3 separate regions of the Mus musculus genome follow, and all the other regions are linked to region 3. A link is a contact called in public Hi-C and promoter capture Hi-C data. All regions are on one chromosome and are shown on one strand. Each heading gives the region's core, a stretch centred on a gene start, on an enhancer-like site or on the middle of the called end of the contact. The rest is flanking DNA. Distances are from core to core; before and after follow the strand shown.

Region 1 (2,848 bases), core at 280-2,779, 81 kb after region 3:
AAATAAGCATCTCTCCAAAGACAACCAAGTTGTTCAGACATCATGAAGCATTTCCTTCATCTATCTAGTTATACGCCGTGCCGGGCTGGCCCGTGAAGACAGTTACTTCTATTACAGTGTTATTATAATATACATCAAGCCCTGTATCTCATGAAATAGTCCTAACCTTATACGGTGTCCACCTGTGTACCTAAAGAAACTTAAGGCCTGGGCTGCTGAGTGATTTGTCCAATAGCCTAATGCAAATAAGCCAAAGCACCCTCAGTCCATGGCTCCCCACTCCAGATCATACTTCCTAAGTCTGTTTGCTAGACCCCAAAGTTCTAGTGTGGGGTGTACAACTGTCAATTTCTTTCCGGTACTAAAACCTAAGCACCCAACCTTCCTTTATCAGTTGTCAAGAATATCTATGTTCTTTAAGTGAACATACTTGTTTCCCTATAACCTCAATCCAGAAAGGCATATACTCACAAAAATACATGACACTAACTAGGAACTTAACTTGTTTTTGCAGTAGGTACATAGATCCCAACAGAGCACCTTGCACGCGTCCTTTAATCCATTCTAGTGTGACAATCTCCAACCCATGACATCTGTGTAAATACTGAAGGAAAATTCCACTCAGCACAACGCAAGCAAAAACCCGAACTGGCCATGATCAAATGTCAAGTTCTAAACTATCCCTAGATCACTAGAACTTCAAACCCCAATCCCAAGAAAAAGAAAATGAAAAACCAAAGCCTCGTAAGACTACAGACTAGCAGGTTACTGGTCACCAGCGTGCGAGAGCACCCAGGAAGGGTACTCCTAAGGAAAGGCACAACGCCTGTCCCCACCTCAGCCCCATCCACTCCCCCAAAGCCATTGAGCTTCACGGGCCTTTCCAAAGCTAGAGCAGGCAGAGACCTCAAGCAGCAAGCCGGAAGCCAGCCATGCCCTCGACCATGACCTTCTCAAGACTCTCAACCTTGTCACCCCAAACCACTGGCAAAGCATGGGGGAGGGGGTGGCCTCATGCCTGAGAAGCCGGGACCACGGAATTGGAGCAAACGAGCAGGACACCAGCCCGTCCACCGCAGCCAGTCAGGAGGAAGGGTCCGGTACTCACCCTGCAGCCGGCCGGCTACCAACAGCCGCGACCCGGACGACGGAGGACAGCCGGCCCGGGACGCCCGCAGGGAGGCGCAGGGACAGCGGGAGGCGCGGGGCCGCCGCGGCCCCGAGCAGCCAACGCGCGGGTCTCAGCAGGGCTGCCATGGCTCAGCGTACCCAAGGCAGGATAGGATGCACGCTCCTGCAGAGGACCTGGAGGAGCACGTGACGACCCGGTCGCCCCTAGTGGGACAAACTAAGGACCGAGGGCGTCCAGCGGAGGAGGAGGCAGATCCCCGCCAAGGCTCACGGGAGAGGCAAGCCGAGTTCGCGGGATACCCTGGATCCGCCTTCTGTTTTACTATACATTGTTTTTTGTCTTCCGTTCACAGTGTCCCTGTTCCCTTGTCCAGCGCCCCGGCTCTCAGCGAGCCTGGCGACAACACCCCTCCACTTTGAAGTTGGTAGAGCCCACTAGAGGTCGGCTCCGCCCATGCGCGCGCAAGGGCTTGTGGGGGGCCAACTAGGAGCGACACCGAGGGTTGCTGGGAAGGGCCGACCGTGCAGATCCCGGGGTGCCTACGACGTTCCAGCCTTGCGCCTCGGTTGCTACCGAGCCGCTGCCCTAGCTGCTCAGTGACGTAGTTCCTGCCGTAGCTCTCAGAAACGGCGGCCAGAGAAAAGCTTGACGAAGAGAACTGGGAGGCTGTGGACCTCCAGGTTAGCTACATGCTATTTGTGTGACTGGGGATGGGGTAGATAAATATACAGAACTCATCCTAAGTGCCTCGCTTCATGAAATCAATGGATTCTAATAAAGGTCGTATAATTTTAAATGTCAAGGTTGAAGTTTCTTTTTCTCAGTGCCCCGCTCCTTCCAGTTAATGCACTAAGCAACTAAGGTAGTGAGTGGTGCAATTGTCTGAGGATAGGTCTGGAGCTAGGAAAACAAGTTCTTGCCCTCACAGAGCTCGCATACTGAAAGGGTTCCCTGTGCACTCGTGTGAACCCGGGAACAGGTTTCCACTCTACTTAGTTATTCCTTGACTGCTACCAAGTGAACAGTCAAATTCTCCCTCTGCAAGTTTTCCCATGTGGCTGTTTCTTCTGCTAGCCAACAAACTTCAGAGTGCCCAGAATGAGAATGCAGCCTCTTTTATGGCGGAAGCTCGTGATCAGTTGAAGACACTTCGTGCTTTGAGCATTTATTGAATGGATATACGTTCAGAGTTAACTTGGCTTAGCTTTCTTTTGGAGAAGCTAATACCGCCCTGCAAGATGAAGTTACTCTGAGTTACTATAGAGCACTATGATAGAATATAATTCATTCTCTCATTCAGCATTAGTACTATTTATTGAGCACATATTTTGTGTCAGGCACTATTTGGAATGCTGGGAATACAACATGGGGGGGGGGATCTCAATTTAGACAAAATTCCGTACATCTAAAGAAACATAAGAATTGTGATATAAATAAAAGATTAAGGTAGGTTACGGTCTGTGGTGATTAATCTTGATAGGATTTACTATCACCTTGGAAACCAGACTTTAAGCCAGTGAGGGAGTTTTTACATTGGATTAGTTGAAGTGGCAAGACCCACCCTGAATGTGAATGACACCACTGGGTCCCACTGAGTGTAGGTGTGACGCAAAATCATTTGCTTTTTTAAAAAAATATATTTATTTTATTATGTGTATGAGTGTTTTGCCTGCATGTATGTGTGTAACCACAAGTGTGCCTGGTGCCCTTGAAGGT
Region 2 (2,700 bases), core at 25-2,524, 67 kb before region 3:
ATGTCCACGGTTGTACAGCCAGCACTACCACATTCATTCCTAGGACTTCGTGGTCTTCCTGCAGGAAAGTTCCTGTGGGCTCTTAGCAGTTTGACTCCATGGTGTCTTATATAATGAGGTCATGGAGTATTTGCCTTTTTGTAGTTTATTTAACTTAGTATAATGTCCTCAAGGTCATAGTATAGCATGTGTTGAACTTCCCTCCTTTGTAATAGTGCGCAATGCTTCACCATCTGTATATCCTACGGTCTGTTCACCCATCAATCCGTCCATGGACTTTTGGGCTGTTCTGCCCTTTGGCTATCGTGGATGCCGCTGCCATGAACACTGATATCCACATCCTGTTTCAGTCGTAGCTTCCCCCTGGGCATAGTGGCTCGTGCCTATAATCCCAGCAGTCTGGGACCTAGGCAAGCAGATGGTTCAAGGCCAACCTTGGCTACATAGTAAGTTCCAGAACAGCCAGGGCTACAAGGTCTCAAAACACAAATAACAAATATTCTTCAGAATTTGGGCATAGACCTGGAAATGGAATGTTGAACCACGTGGTGTTTCTGTTGTGTTGTTTCAGGAACGCCACACTGTTTTCCAAAGCTGCTACACTGTTTTATACCCTTGATGCACAGTTAAATTTTCTGTATTCTCAGCAGCACTTACTTCCTATGTCTTTTCTTAGATAACAGCTACCCTAACGGCTGTGAGCACACTCTCATTTTGACAACTTTCTAATAATTGAAATTGTTGAGCATTTTAAAAAATTTTATGTGTAGTGTTGTTTTGCCTGCATGTTATGTGTATCTGTGTACCACATGCATGCAGTACCTACAGGGGCCAGCAGAGGGCGTCAGAACCCCCTGGAACTAGAGTCATAGACGCTTGTAAACCAGGGATTGAACCTTCTGAGCCATCTCTTCAGTCCTCAAGCATCTTTTCATGTGCTTCTTGGCCAACAGCTATCTCTTTGGAGTTATTGGAATCTATTTTTAAATGGGTTGTTTTGTTGTAGAGTTTAGATTTAGATTTATGTTTAATGTGTAGGAGTGGAGCCCACTGTCTGTGGTGATGGCAGTGTCCTCTGCTAATCAGAGCCGTGTTTTCAGAGAGAGAGAGAAGTATAGCTGGAAAACAGACGACTTTGATTTAAAAGCACTTTTCCAGCTTACTAGTTATATAAATAAGCGCTTCTAATTTCAGATCCATAAAACAGGCATCAGCACATCTAGGGAAACTGCCTAGAAAAAGCTTAAGCAAGCCCGCTGGCTTCCCAGTAAGGCTTGTCAGTGTGTCCATTCCCTTCCGTATACATTGCATTGCTGCTGACCTTGGCACTGAGATTTTTGCTCCTTTTCTGTGGAGCACCAGGTAAAGTCAGGTCTAAATGTGGCATCATCGGACCATTCGCGTTCAGCTTCTCTGTCTGAACTGCATCGTTCTTAGCTGTCATACTGAGTACCAGTAGGAAGGACCAGAGTACACAAGGCTCTAAGTGAGCTCTCACTCCGTCTTGGAATAATGGCATGCTGGGTTTTGTAACTATATTAGATAAATTTCAGGACATTTCACATCTCAAAACAGTTACCACGAGGAATCTCTTTGTTTACAGCTGTTTTATCTCTTTAGGACATTTTCTATTGTTCTTGTTTTGGATCTTTCCAAACCTAATGATCTTTGGTCAACCATGGAAAATCTGTTGCAAGCCACAAAAAGCCATGTAGACAAGGTGATAATGAAGCTGGGCAAGACAAGCTCCAAGGCTTCGGCCGAGATGCGGCAACGAATGTGGAGCGTGGTGCAGAAGGACCATCCGGTGAGCTTCCCGGTTTGTTCTGGCCTCAGTGCCACACCGAGTAGAGACAGTACCTCAATGCAGCTTCTTTCATTTTCTGCATGACTTAAAATGTGTTTGATGTAAATGAACTGGTTTACTGGAAAATTACAGCAATTTCATAAACCTCAGAAAGAGCCAGAGAAGGGGAAGACGCTGACGTCTCCTCGTCAGACATCTGCCGTGTTCACTGCGATGAACCTTACCATAACTCAAGAGAAAGGGAGTTTTAGAGCAGAGTTCTGACACTGATTGTATAATCTTTGTAAAATGAAGATGAAAATCCGGGTTGAACTGGGAGAGGCTGGCTGAAGCTACGGACTGAAGCAGGAGCTGAGAGTCAGCTGCCTCCCCAGCAACAGGCGTCTGCATTCATTCAGTGGCTGTCATGTGACACCCCCCCCCCCCCCCCCCCGCCGCCATCCCCAAACTATCAAGTCCTAGAGTTGCTGTGGTGGCAGCACAAGGTTTTAGATACAGTTGGAATGTCATCATCTAGAAAACTAAGAGAAGCATTTCCTAGTGTCCATAGTTTGTGCGCCTGTGTCTTACAAAGTATCAGGACCAAATTCAGCCAAGCAGCACGCACTTTACATAAATGAGAAGCCCCTTAAAGATGATGTCCTTGTAGGGAAGCCCAGCAGTAGCCGGGTGGAGCACTCAGGAGGCAGAGGCAGGCATGTCAGAGTTCGAGGCCAGCCTGGTCTACAAAACAAGTTCCAGGACAGCTAGGGCTACACAGAGAGAGTCTGTCTTGGAAAACAAAACAAACAAACAAACAAACAAACAAACAAACCAGAGTAGCAGACCACAAAAGTGAATGGGCGCCATGGTGTTATGACAATTGCCATTTCTGGCTTCACACTTAAAATATA
Region 3 (2,842 bases), core at 27-2,526:
ATTAAACTAATGCTTCAACAAGCACAGAACAAGGCTCAGGACTGCAAAGAAAGAGGGAGGAAGGACCACCACTCCTCGCCAATTACTCTGCCAAGCATTCACAAGTGAGCTAGGGATCATAAGGTTAATTATACATTTAATAAGGTGTCAGGGAGATAACTGCTCGTTTCTTTATAAAAATTAAAATGTACAAAGCAAGTTCTCTTTAAAGTATAATTACCTACACTTATGCATACAAAAGGACTGATTTCAATCTCTGCAGTTATAAAAGGCTTTCACTGCAACAGACAGCCAGTGCTCGAGAAAGAGACAAAAGTTATACTAACAAAGTTTCTATGACAGACCAGATAAATCAAGTGTCTATCCAGTCCTACATGCTTTAGTCAAATGAAATCTGGCAAGACAATATTTTAGTTTACATCATCGCAGATGTCATCCTCCACGTTTCTGACAGCACAGTGCTTGCTCAAAGCTTTACAACACTGTCAATGCTAAGATGAACAGCACAAAAAAACGGCTGGGACACACACAACATTGGCGTCATAAACACCCGGGAGCCAAGCGCTCCTCACTAGAGAAGCTCAGCTCTTCATTGTGTGGCAGGCAGAGATGCGGCTGCTGTCAGGTCTGCACTCAGCCACCACCAAGAGCTCCAAGGTGTGGTACGGCTGCTGGAGACAGCTCTGAGCATGGCTGCTGGCAATTCTACTTCTCTGGAAGGCATGAAAATGGTGGCTCACAATGAGCTGGTAGAGCCAGCAAGGTCCTCCTCTAGAGAACAATTAGAAGAGTGTGTTCAAGGTGAAAGAACACCTTCACCAGTGTGACTAGGTATCTGCTTACAGCCCAGGGTAACCTGTTAGCACCAAACCCAGGGAGATAAAGCATAAAAGGCTGCCTGAGAGAACAATGAAGATTCCCAGAAAACTATCTGTCCAATTTCCTACAAAGGAAGTAAACAAACCAAACCAAACAGAAGCAATCTGTTAAAGCAGAGGAAAATGTTCAGACACGCCTCTGTAAGTGGCGTGGCTTGTGCTGTCAAGCTAGACACACTTGGATCAAACCTGGAGCTCAAGCCAGTGGCTAGAGCGTGCCGTCCACATCTTCACTGACTCCTCCCAGCTGGTAGGAGCGGAAGTGAACATAACAGTATTTACAATCAGAAATTGGTCCCAGGCCTCAATTTGACACAGGGAGTCTACACAAACACAGCCGCTGGCGGGATCACCGTGACTGTTTGACTGCCACCTGCTGGGAAGGGGCCCCCGGCGGTGCCTGTTTGTGTACATTGCCAGCGGCGGCGGATCACCCACCGCTCCAGCGCGCTTGGCACAGCTTTCTATTTAGAGCTGTTAAAATGGCATGAAAGCAGTCGTCTCCTCTCCTCCAGATTGCTGATTTAACTGAGTGCGGGCCACAGAGAGAGCCACATTTGTCATTTAATGTGTCTGTGACACATTAGTGAATAGAAAGCAAATTCAACTCTTAATAAACCTTGAATAAGGCACTGAGAATGTTTGAGTATTCAAGTGAGAAGCTGTACGTGAAAAGCAAACATTTCCTACTTCTTGTTTGCAAACTGTGTTGCCATGGTGATGCACAGTATTTAGAGCATTAAAGAAATTAGGAAACCAAAGGATTTGATGCTTTGCATTAGCCATCTTTGCAGAACCACTTGTCTCAGTTTCCTACTCGACGCCTGTCTTAATTACTAGGATTTCCAGTTCGACCTGACATCTTTAAAACTGGCAATAGACAGCCCACAGGGTCGTCATGCAATCTGGATTGACACTGAACTTCAGGGTTCTAGCAGGAGTTTCATCCATCCCGTGCACTCCGGTCTAGTCCTCTCCCAGTTCAATTCTCATGAGCTCCGAGTCCCGATGAGGAGTCATTACCTCTAAGAGAGCTCTGGCCTCATCCACCTTGCCTGAATCCACAAGCTGCAGGAATAGATCAGTGACGGGCTTGTAAAGTGCAAACTGATTCGCCATTCTCTCAGACATGATGCTTACTGCAAGAAACACAGGTAAGGAAAAGCGTTCACTAAACGGGAATGGCTCACGGGCCAAAGAAGTCTGGGCCAATTTCACCCAAGACAAAGATGAGCTTCTACGCTCTTTTAACAGCAAGGCAACTCACACTTCTCTAGCGCTGGTTCCATCTGCTCTTCGATCACTTTTCTGAATAGATACGACAAGCCAAAGTACTGAGGTTCTATGGCTTGGTTCTCGGAAGCAAGCAGGTGCTCAATGTTTTCTATGGCAGCATCAAGTTTATTACTGTAAATGAAAACAAAATCACAATAAAGTATTTACTTGTATAAAATTGCAGTCCGTTTTAACTCATGTGGATACTCATGCAAATACTTCAGAAAAAAGGGACTATATTTATAAGCAGATTAATAACTAATAATTTTCAAAGCCTATCATGTAACATAACCTAGTTATATAGATATAAAATGCTATAATTTTGGCTTTATAGATCACAGAGGGCATTAGAATATGAAGCAAAGACAACATATGACATTTGGAGATGAAAAAAAATAAAAAGATCATACACCAAAAGTTGTACTTTCATGGCTAACAGAGACTTCTTTTCATCGGGCACCATATATTTGGAAAATACTCAATACTAGAATCCTCAGAAAAGGGCACTTTTTTGGGGGGGGGGGGGGAGAAAAGAAATTCTGTGGCCTTCCTGAACAAAGTAGGAAACAATATCCTTCTCACTGTCTTGTGATGAGACAATCTATGACTGATCTGTGCAGTTATAACGTGCTGACATAAATCAACTTCATGTTGAAATTAGTATATTAAGAGTAAGAATTCTGGGCTGG

What was found. Promoter capture Hi-C pulls out the DNA fragments that hold promoters and counts their contacts. A called contact is a pair of places that touch in the nucleus more often than the background predicts.
Region 1: a promoter capture Hi-C map of hippocampal neurons shows a contact between it and region 3, with 1.8 times the contacts expected there. The contact joins the promoter of Lrpprc here to the enhancer-like site in region 3. A contact is called at or near these places in 5 of 39 promoter capture datasets (the 3T3-L1 cell line, embryonic stem cells, hippocampal neurons and 1 more), 7 of 484 Hi-C or Micro-C datasets (cranial neural crest, embryonic stem cells, nephron progenitors and 1 more), 8 of 115 datasets of contacts at active chromatin or transcription factors (the HPC-7 cell line, the SCID.adh cell line, embryonic stem cells and 2 more) and 1 of 9 other capture datasets (adipose tissue).
Region 2: a Hi-C map of cortical neurons shows a contact between it and region 3, with 1.7 times the contacts expected there. The contact joins two enhancer-like sites. A contact is called at or near these places in 4 of 39 promoter capture datasets (the HPC-7 cell line, cranial neural crest and liver), 23 of 484 Hi-C or Micro-C datasets (8-cell embryo, the AML12 cell line, the HPC-7 cell line and 11 more), 1 of 115 datasets of contacts at active chromatin or transcription factors (embryonic stem cells) and 2 of 9 other capture datasets (adipose tissue and pancreatic islet).

What each region holds. Positions count from the first base shown.
Region 1 is chr17:84,789,257-84,792,104 of GRCm38.p6, forward strand. It overlaps Lrpprc (leucine-rich PPR-motif containing), which reads right to left and starts at 1,530. Exons shown (of 38, transcript NM_028233.2): 1 at 1,109-1,530. The coding sequence starts at 1,257.
Region 2 is chr17:84,641,252-84,643,951 of GRCm38.p6, forward strand. It overlaps Dync2li1 (dynein cytoplasmic 2 light intermediate chain 1), which reads left to right. Exons shown (of 13, transcript NM_172256.2): 6 at 1,621-1,807. Among named protein-coding and RNA genes, the nearest start is that of Dync2li1, 16 kb to the left of the region's middle. Within about 2 kb of position 1,275, at least 14 of the 459 cell types and tissues checked have an H3K27ac peak or open chromatin away from gene starts, as enhancers often do. A contact at or near this core is called in cortical neurons, where this site is marked.
Region 3 is chr17:84,708,390-84,711,231 of GRCm38.p6, forward strand. Lrpprc (leucine-rich PPR-motif containing) reads right to left here. Exons shown (of 38, transcript NM_028233.2): 33 at 2,146-2,285; 34 at 1,902-2,017. Among named protein-coding and RNA genes, the nearest start is that of Abcg8, 27 kb to the left of the region's middle. Within about 2 kb of position 1,277, at least 35 of the 459 cell types and tissues checked have an H3K27ac peak or open chromatin away from gene starts, as enhancers often do. A contact at or near this core is called in cortical neurons and hippocampal neurons, where this site is marked.